Linked DNA regions of Anser cygnoides: region 2 is linked to region 1. Evidence: chromatin contacts called from public Hi-C data. All regions are on one chromosome and are shown on one strand. Each heading gives the region's core, a stretch centred on a gene start, on an enhancer-like site or on the middle of the called end of the contact. The rest is flanking DNA. Distances are from core to core; before and after follow the strand shown.

Region 1 (5,889 bases), core at 2,396-4,895:
AAGGAGACCTCGGCGAAAGAAAAGGTTCCCGATGCAGAGGGGGAAGGCAGCAAGCCGCTGCACGGCCTGCATTCAGGCAGCGTGCTGGAGAGCCACAAATTTCCCCTCTCGGCCCCGATCTTCCCAGGCTTGTATCCAGGAACCCTGTGCACAGGGCTGAACAATCGCCTCCCGCCTGGGTATTCCCATCCTTTACAGTACTTGAAAAATCAGACCGTGCTCTCCCCACTAATGCAGCCTTTGGCTCTTCATTCCTTCATGGTGCAGAGACAGTTCCTCACGTCCCCTACAAATTCTCAGCAACTGTATAGACACTTAGCCGCAGCAACACCTGTAGGAAGTTCGTACGGTGACCTTTTGCATAACAGCATTTATCCTTTAGCTGCTATAAACCCTCAAGCTGCATTTCCACCTTCCCAGCTGTCCTCTGTACATCCCAGCACAAAACTGTAAACCCCCTCACTTGAAAAAAAAGTTTGAGAAAACAAGTTCAGTTAGCGACATTCCTTCCCCTGTGACGATGTCTTGCAGATTTAGCAATCTGTATTTTTGTCAACCAGGATGCAGTCGTATCCCACATAGCGGAAAGCTTCAGAGTGTGATCAAGACAGGACTGCTTCTTTAATTCTGGCTCCACGTCAGCCCCCTCTCCCCTCACCCCTGCCCTGGCAAAACAACAACACACAAACACACAAAAAAAGTCTTTGGATTTTGCATATGTGTTTTCAAAGGACTTGTGTATGGTAAGAGCAAATGTTCAAAGGGAGCCGTGGAAATGCAGGCCCAGTCCTGAGCTCATTGAAATGAGAGGTGACATTTACATTTGCTTTTCATTGAGCCAGGGACCAGAGGCTGAGCGTTGTTGCAAATGAGTCAAGGACTCGAGATGAACCTGGCAAGGAGAAGAGGGCCGAGAATCCACACAATCATTGGATGTGCTTTTTTGGGTAACTTTTCCTGACTTTTAAAGATTCAATCAATGCAATGTATAGTAAAACGGCAATAGATTTTTCATTTTAACACTATTAGAACAGAAGGGTAAACACTGTTTAATTTGACTGTACATATCCACTTCGTAAACTACCAGTGTCACATTTGGTCACAATAATTTATATAGTTTTGTTTGTCCAGTATATTCTGTGCTCTTTATGTTCATTTCTTGTTTTTGTTTTTCTTTTTTTTTTAAATTAAACAGTATCATTTTATCTGCAACTTTTTTTAAAGGCTGTGGCTGTCCTAATTTTTTTTATGTGTTTGTAATTTTTCCAGTTTCTTCATACTTGGAGCAGCATTTTTGTTTTATTTTTGTGGTAACGTTTACTGTTTACAAACTGAAGCAACTGGTTCAGATTCATTTTAACGGATATAAACATACTGTAGGTAATATTATGGTGCAAGGACGCAAGCAAGGTTCCTTTCCCTATGGTCCAGTCCTGCAGGGTGCTGAGCACCTCCCGCTCTCCTCGTACTGTTGCGGTGGCTCACGCGCTGCTTTCCCCCTCCCACCGAGCTTTGCTTTCCCGTATCGTGGTCCGTGAATTTGTCAAGAGTCGCACTTACCTTACCTAGGCTGTGAAACCCTCCTGTGTACCAGATCTAGAAAACAAAACCTCACTGACACGAGCTGCTGGATGGCAGAGGGGTCCAGAAAACGGATTTGTGGTTTGCAAGAATGTCAAGAATTTCAGAAATTAGGACAGGAGCCCGTGCTGGTTTGAACCAGAGGTGGCCGGGTCCCGTGCCATGGGCCAAGCTCGGTGGGATGGGTTGGGGTTGTGTGCAGTGGTTGCCCCACCAGCCCCAGCCTCCCCACTGATGAGCGCAGCCAGCGCCCGCGGGCTGGGTCTCTGCTGGTGGCATCCAGCCCCTGAGGTGGCAACGGAGCTGGCGCCTGCTGGGACAGTCCTTCCACACCCCACGGGCACCGCAGCCCTCCTTGGGCATCCTCCGCAGAGCGGAAGCCAGGAGCAGAGGGGCTGGGTTTTGATAACGAAAGAGCTTTCCTGTGGATGCATGTTCACATTGAAGGACGTCACCACCATGCAGCTGAGCGTAGACATCGATAAAGAGAAGTGTGGCTTGGAGGCTTTTTACAATGTGAAAATTGGTTGTGATTCAAACCATCTCAGTTATTGTTCAAAGACAGCATAATCGATACGAAAACAAAAATGGAAACTACTAAGAAACACTTTGCATGCTAGGCATGTCATTAAATTTTCCCGTGATATGAAGCCAAATACAATATATAATGTATCATAGTTAATATCCAAAGGTGGAAACCAGAATAATATACTCATCTACTGTTAAAGATCCAGCTTCTTCAATTAAATACTTTATATTCCTGTGGTAAAACTATATTTAATTGATCGATAAACAGACTAGTAGAACTTAGAACATGGATGTGCCAATGCAGAGCATCCTGCTGCTCCACAGATCATACAGGAACAAAACCGCAGGCTCAGCTGGGCAGAGGCCATAATGTTGAGGACATCTCTAGTAAAGTTGCACTAGATCTGAATCGTGAGAATCAGGGGTTTGGGGATGGGTGGGGGGAAGGAGGGTGGGGGGACAGAGAATATGAGAATCTACAGCAAACACAACTAGGAGCTTGTGTGTTTGGCAAAGCAAGCGTTTCTTGTTTAGGTTAAAACGTGTGTCCTGGATTTGTGCATTTGTTTACGCAAAGTGTCCGCTTTCCCTTTTGATTGTGTCGCGTTGGAGTTTGATCATAGCCTTTGTGAAGCAGAGTTAACACCATGCGGGGCAGGGGGAAGGTGAGCGGGGAGGGAGGCTCCTCACTTGCCCTAGGAGGACACTGGCCCCTTCAGTCTGGGGAGGCTCATCATATGATGGGCAAAACCTCAGGACAAATAAAAAGAAATGGTAGTGTAAACCCCCAACAGAAGTGGTGTGTTATTTGTTTAAAAACTCTTAAGAGAAATCTTGGAAATCTTTTGAAAGGCTATTGAATTCTCCATGGGCTGAAAAGTCTTTTTTTTTTTAATGTCTTAAATAGGGCTTTGTTTGCATTGTTTGAGTTCAAGGGGCCTTATTATTGAATGAAATTGCACAAGCCTGTCTTTGTGCAATCAAACCATTGTTATTGCTAGGTTTGTAAAGGAAACTGTGGAATCTAATTGGCAATAGAGTCATAAATCTATTTACCAAGAGCCAGTTCCAAGAAATGTTGCAAGCTGAACACACTATGTCCAGGATTCAATAGGGATGCTAAAGGTTGTAACGGCTCAGCAGCAACGGCTCACGCGTGCCTTTTGGCTGCAGGCTGAGCCTGACTTCACGAAGCACATCAGCAGTAGCACTTGTCAGTGCAGTGCACTCCTAGCAAGGGCCGAGGTGTGCGAGGACGGCGTTTTTGCAAGTCTGTCTTGGCAACGTGAAGTGTTTGCCTGGTATACCCATGCATGGGAAGTAGTTTGTTCCAGTTCGGGACAAGGCGGCAGCACGTGGCAGCGGTGTCGGGAGCTTTTGGGGCACACCAGGATGCTCCTTGGCGCTGCAGTGGTCAACCAGGCAGCATCGGGGCCGATCGGACAGTTGTCACATTTTAGTGAGAATTCCTGGGAATTCCTGCGCTGGTGTGAGGCCCACGGCATTGGAACTGTTTCCATGAGCACTTACTATGGTGTTTGCTGTAAACGTGGTCGATACTTCACTTGTTCTCTTCCTCCTCCTCCCCTCCTTCCCTGGCCCCATAGTTTTAAATATGTTCTAATAATGGCAGCATAATCTACTAGCTGTTTATACTTTTTTAACTTTCTTTTGTTGTAAATATTGTATACTTTTTGTGATTCAAGTTATGTAGCCTATATGCTCTGTAAGGTGATGATTTGTATATATAAAAATGGCCCAGTAATATTATATAGTTTCCCATTTAAAAGGTTATTGAGTAACCTTTGCGTTAGTTTAAACACTACCAGAAATAAAGCTGAGCCAACTATAAACACTCAATTTTTGTATGTTTTCCAAATTGTACTTATTAATGCTTTTGATACTGTATTATGTGCCAATAGTTTCCCAATCACATAGCAGGCAAAAGATATTTTGTACTTTTTGATCCACTGTAATATTTAATAAAAAATGTTACTATCTGTTCCCTTTTGTGTTTGATTAATAATTCTGTAAACAGCCCTTATCACAATGGGTTACATATTATCCCATCCGACCTTTCAGCCCTCTTCTATTGGCTTTTCAAGAGAAAATATCCCCTCCTGCAAATGATTAGATTAAAGAAATGGAAGTTTGCAATTTCCAAGAGGAGGAAGAGACAAGATCTTCAGTGCCCCTCTATTTTCGCAGTGTGCTCACATTAAAGTGTGTCGTGGTTATGCTGACTGCAGTCACAGCTTTGGATGGGATGACATTCATGCTTAGCCAGTGGCTTTGCTAGCAAATTTGCTCCATTTGCGTCTTAGAGCAGGACTTCTTCCCGCTGGTATGGCAGGCTCAAACTGGGGCCTGAAAATGACCTTCTGTTCTTCCCACTACCACCAAGAGCAAGATTTTGGAGTCGGACGCTAACTGGTGATTTTGTTGATGACAGTAAGCAGCCATCAAGTAAAATTAATTCACATTCTGTTGGTTATTGGGTCCAACACCCCCCCTTAACTTGGCGGCCCTTTGAGAAAGCTGTGGTGCAGCAAGCATGGTCAGAGCACTGGTACGCTCCTGTCCTCTGTAGCCAGAAAAATAATTTCATTGGCAGTATTTCAGGAATGTGCCATTGCTGCCCCACGCACCTCAGCAGCAGGGGCAGATGTGCCCTGCAGTCCTAGGTTGTGGCTTAGCACTGTGGTCCTGGGGAGCGTGGGGGAGCCATCCCCTTCCTAGGGGTCCCGAGAGCTGTGCGCCTGCCATGGTGGTGCCAGAGGTGGCTGCTGCTTTGTGCTCCCACCTCTGGGTGAGGCCATTTGCAGCCCTAGTGAGAGCTGGCACTTGAGCAGCAATTTCCCACTCAACATCCCCAAGCCATGGGTTTTGTCTCGTATGCAGTTACGGTACGGGGTGCCCAGCCTGTGGGGATGTGCATGGTGGGGGATGCTCCCCTAACTGTGCTTCAGGCGGGCAAGCAGAGAGCAGGCTGATGTCACCGTTAGATGAGGCTTCCAGATACGTGCTGTGGTTGAGGGAAAGTCACAAAAAAAGCAACTCTTGTGCATGCGGGGAAATGAGGGGAAATACCAGCTGGGAGAAAAGGCAGACTTTCAGCACACGTGAAGCACCGTAGTGCCATTGGGCACTGTGGAGCTACGTCAAGCATCATCTGGGTTTGCCCGGGGGACACCTGGGTGACGGCCACCCAGAGCCCTGCACCACGGCAGTGGGCAGCCCTGCACTGCCTCTCGGTGAAGGGACTGACCAGGCACCCATGGCCTGGCCCAGCTGCAGCGTCCCAACCAGGTGCTGCCCGAGCCAGTGAGCAGTCAGCCTGTGTTTAATGCCCTTGGCAGATCTCCTCTCTCTTTTGATGTCTGACTCCTTGTTCAATCATTGTTCAGAGCAGGCTGTGCAGTGATGGCCACGGTTTCGGTATGCAGCGTGTGTGAGCCAGCAGAACAAACCTTTCTCTGGTTTAACGGATAATTTTCTGAGTTACTTGTTTTTTCACATTTTGTAACAAAGAGTAAATAGCCATGTCCTATGTGCCATCTCCACACCAACTGTGAAACTATGGGAAAAGATGGGACCCCCCCCCCAGCAAACATCTTCTCCCCTCCACTTCTGTCTTTTCCAAGGTTAAACATTTTATTTTTCTCTAGCCACGTATGACTGAAGGAGGTGGGGGGAACACAGGCACGAAGTCTGCTGTAGCTTCAGAGGCATGTTCACGGTGGAAGCAGCCCTGTCCCCAGAGGGCAGCAGCCGAAGTCA
Region 2 (5,889 bases), core at 1,767-4,266, 190 kb before region 1:
CTGGTGATACACATTTCGGGAGTTACTTTTTTTCAGAGGAGAACTTAGTCTTCTTGGAGTTCGATTCCATAAGAACAAAGCAGTTCTATTCTTAATTATCATACTGGATTTTCTACAGCCATCTAACAGTACGTCCTGTAAATTAAATACCCTGTGTATCGCAGCTGAAGTTAAACAACCATCTGCTGAAGTTAAACAGCCATTTCTTCCTAACATTCAGAGTATTACCCATCTGGAGAGTAACTCTCACTATAACATTTTTTTTTAAAGTGTTGCCTTTCTAGAGATCTACAGCTGTACTAGCAGTATTTTTCTCTTGTTTTCCAGTTTATTTAAACCCTATAAATTGTATGAACATCTCTTCCACAGTCCTAGAGAAGAACTTGTGATAAGTAATAAGGTAAGTAATTTATATAGATGGAACTCATTATTTAGAATTATTTAATGAATGCACTATGACATATGTTTTTTATTGCTCAAAGCAATTTTATGTCAACATTACTTCATTACTAAAGTAAAATGGCTGATTAAAGAATACAAGTTAGATGTTTCAATCCTCAAATTCAAAATTAATTTTGGATTTCAAAAAAATTTAAATGCATTGGTTGGCTAAAATGCGTTAAGTCAGGAATACTTTTGTTTATGTATTTATAAGTTGGTGCATATCATTTGAATTAGCAATGCATGAGTCTGACTGTTTTAAAGTCAGCAATCAAAATCAGAAAAGTTTGTGTACCAAGCAAGAGTCTGACCACAGTGCTGATATTTATGTATGCACAGTTTTTTTTTCCACTGTAGTCACCAACAGTTAATTATACTGATTGTAGAGAAAGAAGCTAGCTAGAAATCCAGCATTTTGAAGGCACTCTTACAGTCAAGCTAGTTCACTGTTATTAAACGTTGTATTCTAACTTATACGTGAAAAAATACATAGGAATACGTGTTGACTCAGGAGGTGGCCGTTAATCAAACAGCCAGATTAAATTAATCAAATATACCTTCCTTTTGTTTGATGGTGCATTTTGAAGATATATGTTACAATACATTGAAAAGAATTTACATTTATAATTTAGGAGACAACTGGTTACTCTGAGAGGCACAGTAGTAGAATTTCTCTTATGGCATGTATTTTAGCTTATCAGCACACAGGGAAGATAAAGTTATTAGTGCATTGGAAAAAAAGTCTTTTCCACATTAAGCTGGTGGTTTTGGGTCTGTAAATGATGTGGTATAATTTCCTCCCATGTTGCTTTTAAATAACTGTGTTTTACGCAAGAAGGACTTTTCTCGCCATGGATGCAAATATTTGGAGATTATTTTGAGGTTGTTTGTAAGGTGGGTTAAAATTCCAGCTATGCTGGAATCAATGACAAAATTAATTACATAAGTCAAGAAGGACTTCAGCATCACACTGTTGTTGTGGTTTTCATATTAGCTAATGAGATCAGTGGTTGGCTAGAGCTTTCTAATTGGTAAAATCATTTTTAATGAGGCTTTAATTAAATAATTTCTTGTGTAAATTTGGTTAATATATCAGTTGCAGATTAGCTTAAAATAAATGACTTTGTGTTTTCTTGAAACCTATTTCTGGATGTCTAAGATCAGCGTAAAATGCTACAGTTTCACAGCCAAGGAAAAGCAGCTGCTCTGCATGGTTTGTGTGCTAGGGAGTACCACCTGTACCATCTACCTGCACTAGGGAATGGCAGAAACATATTTCTGTGAATTACTTCGGTGTTAATCCATCAAAGGAACATGTGCGATTTACAATAAAACTGTCATAAAAACCTTCACGGTAATTTTTAGCTGCAACTCTCTTACAGACATTTCTTACCTATGCGCCAGTTTGGTTTAATTCATCTGTTTTGTATTCTAAGTCCCATGACAGAGACTCCAACCACATTTGTCCAACCACAGTGTAATACCCGAGAAGATCAATACTTGTATTCGTGCAGAGTTTATTTTGATAGGGTGATATATTGTTCTTCAATAAGTTAGTTTAACACTTTGAAACTATACATACAAATTTATGGCATTCTCTGTGTTTGCTTGATTTGTAAAATGTGATGAGAGGTGAGCCCAGCACAGACGTCAAGTTCTCTAGCTTACAGCTTTGTTATATTTAGAAATGCTTATCCGTAAAGGAGAGCATTACCCTTCTGTGTTTGCAGTCCCTTAGATGAACAGGTCAAACCCTGACAAGCTAAAGGGGCAGATGTGGTTCGATGTGTATGCCTATGGCAGGAGCATGCCTGGAGTCACATGCCCTGCAGTGCATGTGCTCAGGGAGCAGAAGGGGGCTGGAGATCGTCTGGGAAATCTGTGCACTAAAAGTAGATGATAAATCTGGGATGAAAGGTTGACTGTTGTTTCGCTGTGTAGATTACTGTCTTTAAAATAAATAAATAATAAAAAATAAAGCCACTGTAGATACACCATGGCCAACAGCTAGATGCGATCCTTACTCCCAAGCACACTGTTGCTATTGTGTAAAAAGTTTTCTATTAGCTTCATTGATGAAAGCTGTTCTTTTGGAATGAGAGACTGTAAAATGTAATGACCAGGTTTGCCCAAATAAGAAGAACCATGGCATTCTAAGAGCTTAATCACAGTATTATCTTATTTTGCAAATAAAGACTTTTGGACAAATCAATGAAATTATTTGCTTTAACTGAAATGGCTTGCTTTAGCTCACTGAGTAAATTTGTGCTTCACGTGTGCTGAAGGTATCACCTACTGAACAAAAGTCCAGCAGCCTCTTCTTTAGCAGAGATTCAGCTGCGACAAATAAAAGCAATAGTTACTGCTGTATTGGATATCCTTTAGAGAAGCCATGGTATGTGTTTTCCAGATAAAACTTATAGCAATGGATTATACACCCATTGGATTTTATTTTTTCTCTAGTGAGGGCAATTATACAGCATTCTCAATCAGATTTCCTTTTTGATCTTTCAGTGCATTTATTTCCAAATGACCCTGTCATTTCCTGTGTAAAATAAAATCAGACAAGAAAAGGGAAATGACTCAAAACTGAGTTAGATTATGCATACAATATCTGCATGCCACTTAACAAAATCTAAGTTACTTAAATATAGCACATAATTAGTGGAGCTTCACAATCTGATTAATATTCTGGGTTTTAATGCAGCTAGCATGATAGAAACAACTTTGTAAAATATAGACAGCATTTAAGTCTTTAAAAAAAAAGGAACAAACGACTGGCTAATTTAAATGTATTTTTGCATCAGCTAAAGCCTGTAAATCAAACTGCCTGAGGTGATCATATTGCCTAGGAAAAAAAAAAAAAAGGTTAACGCTGAAAGACATGAATGCTTGGTTAGATGATAAAACATACATCATAAATCTAACCTAGTTTGGCAGTCTTTAAAATTTAAAACTTACCTTTCCAGCTATCAAATCCTTTACTTCTCCTTCACTGCAGATCTACAAAAACCTATATATTACATACGTGCAAATACCTGTTAGAAAACACAGTAAGTACAAGGTACAAGGAATTACTGAGAAGCGTTAAGATTGCCAAGTAAATTCATTGCTTTTTGTTTTGTTTTGTTTGTTTGTTTTGTTACTGTTCTGAGCACTTCTAAACATCTAGAAGAACTGCAGAAGAAACAGTGCTTTATCTGGACTGTGGCCATGAACCAAAATAAAATGCATGTAGGGCTAACATACCAGAGTTCTTCAAGAATGCTGTTGTTAAAGATACTGCTTTTACCTTTTGCCCATTCTGGAGGTTTTGCCCTCTAGCTGTGGGTTAGTACACCTAGCATGCCTGCAAATTCAAAGAAAGCAAATGGAGTACACACCAAATCTTGATGTGCAGGGATTCAGTGGAGCAATTCCTATTAACATGTCAGATCTTATAAAAAAAGGTTTAATTAGTTAATACAGGAATTGTGTAGAAGTTTTTATTATTTTCTATTTCTATGGTCAGCTAATTTATTTTGCTTTGATAGGATGATATATTGCAGTACTTTTTTTTTCCAGATTTAAAAATTGTACCTTCTACTGTAGTTCATGTTTTTTGCTGCACTGTGTTGTGTATTTTTGGATGGAATGAGGCTAATGTCTTCTGGGATTATGTCTGCTTTGAAACATTTCCTAATAAAAATAATGTGGTTGGTAAATCTAGTTTTATTCCTAGTTGCTTTAGCCAGCCTGATGGAGTAATCTGCTACTTTATGGCCCAGATGACTAGCTAAGTTTGACTTCTTGAAGTAGTAGTGTACAATGTAATTTTCTTTAGAGATGTCATAGTAGGTCAGGTTGCAATAAAAATATCAAAGATTAAGTTTAATGACAGTGCAGATTCAGTGTTATAGCAGTCACTAGATATCATCCCCTACTTAGAGTTCCAGTTTCCATTAATGCTGTCTTTCCATGTACTCCTTACTTTTTGAAACATTAAGCTTTCAGACTATGTCTGGTATTTATCCAAGTGTGGGTGGTTGTTTTTGTTTAGTCTTTTGTTGTTGGTGGTGGTGGTTTCTTGCTTTAAGTCTGAATAAAATCTCTTCTGTGTTTTGAATTTAAGAGAGTGCATAGAAAAAGTACACTATCTGAAAGCTAATAAGCCTTTCTTGATGGCAAAAGTCCTGAAGTCTGGGACTTCACTTTGATATGTAATCCTCATTAGGTGTTGCACACTAAGATAGGTTAATCAATCATTTTTAAAACAAATTTGCTCAACAATTTTTTGAAAATTGCATTTCAAGAATGTATGAAACCAGAACATTTCTGTAAGCATATCAGTTCACACTAGAGAGACACATTCCTCAACTAATGGAGTGCATGTTTTTCAAAGTTTGAAGATTTCAAATATTTGTAATGCTTAAAAACCACTGAATTGATTTTCTGTAGCTTTGTTTTGTAAATATCACCATGGCAAAGACAAGACTACTTTGAAGGAAATTAAGAGCATAGGACTGGAAGGGACCTCTTTACTTGTCAGGTCTAGTGCTGCCTTCTCATAGGCAAGCATGTATAATCCTCTTCGGAAACTTGTCAAGCTCAAGCCTAAGAAGTTAACTTTTTTGCCTCTGTTATTCCAGTTAGAAAGCTGCCCTGGAGCCTGATTTCTGTAATGGTTATAAAAACTTCAAATTTCCAGGCTAAGTGTATTCACAGCAAGCTTATGTGCACTTGTCCATGTGCCAATTTGTGCCAGTATTGACCTTTAGTTATTATTCCATTCCCAGTATTTATTTTTCTAGCATATAAAGAGACAGCAATCTTATTGTCAGCCTTCATTTAGCTAAATTAGAAAAGCCCGTCTTCTCTAATCTCTGCTTTTATGATAGGCTTTTGATATATAGATTCTTACATACATAGTAGCCTTTAGTCATCCTGTTGGTTGTTTTTTGTAATTATTCCACTTTAAGTTAGTTTTGTTTGAACATAAGTGACTGAATGGCACAGTGTTGTTGTTGAGATAAAAGCAAGGCCCTGTACAATGACATACTGCTTTCTTTTTCTCTTTGGGAATAATCTGCATGATAGGTCCTAGAATCAGTCCACATTTCACACCTGTATCATGTAGCTGTCTTGTAGATCTGCTGTTCTGGCTCTCCTTTCTTACCTTTTTTTTTTTTTTTTTCCTGTTTGAGCTACTCTCAGCGCACTACAGATTTTTAAAAATTGTGTCCCAACAATGTCACCAAACAGTCTGTTGTTAAATACAAGAGTGAATATTCTTCAAGGTCACTCAGTCCCTTCTGTGTGATATTCTTGTCCTCTCATGCATTGATCATGTCTCTCATGTTCCTTTTGTCTAGAAAATTGGTTATCTTATTAAGTAAACTATGAAATTAGTCTGGCATCACGTATCTTTGATAAACCAATGTTGTGTTTTATGCCATTTTTCTTTAATTT

Evidence for each region. Hi-C and Micro-C count contacts between places; a contact is called where the count stands out from the background.
Region 2: a contact with region 1 is called in a Hi-C map of liver, with 5 times the contacts expected there. The contact joins two enhancer-like sites. A contact is called at or near these places in 2 of 7 Hi-C or Micro-C datasets (both in liver).

The regions. Positions count from the first base shown.
Region 1 is chr7:27,805,412-27,811,300 of Taihu_goose_T2T_genome, reverse strand. ARID5B (AT-rich interaction domain 5B) reads left to right here. Exons shown (of 10, transcript XM_067001097.1): 10 at 1-4,114. The coding sequence ends at 453. Among named protein-coding and RNA genes, the nearest start is that of ARID5B, 120 kb to the left of the region's middle. Within about 2 kb of position 3,645, at least 1 of the 3 cell types and tissues checked has open chromatin away from gene starts, as enhancers often do. A contact at or near this core is called in liver, where this site is marked.
Region 2 is chr7:27,997,083-28,002,971 of Taihu_goose_T2T_genome, reverse strand. CABCOCO1 (ciliary associated calcium binding coiled-coil 1) reads left to right here. Exons shown (of 16, transcript XM_067001073.1): 5 at 328-400. Among named protein-coding and RNA genes, the nearest start is that of CABCOCO1, 22 kb to the left of the region's middle. Within about 2 kb of position 3,016, at least 2 of the 3 cell types and tissues checked have open chromatin away from gene starts, as enhancers often do. A contact at or near this core is called in liver, where this site is marked.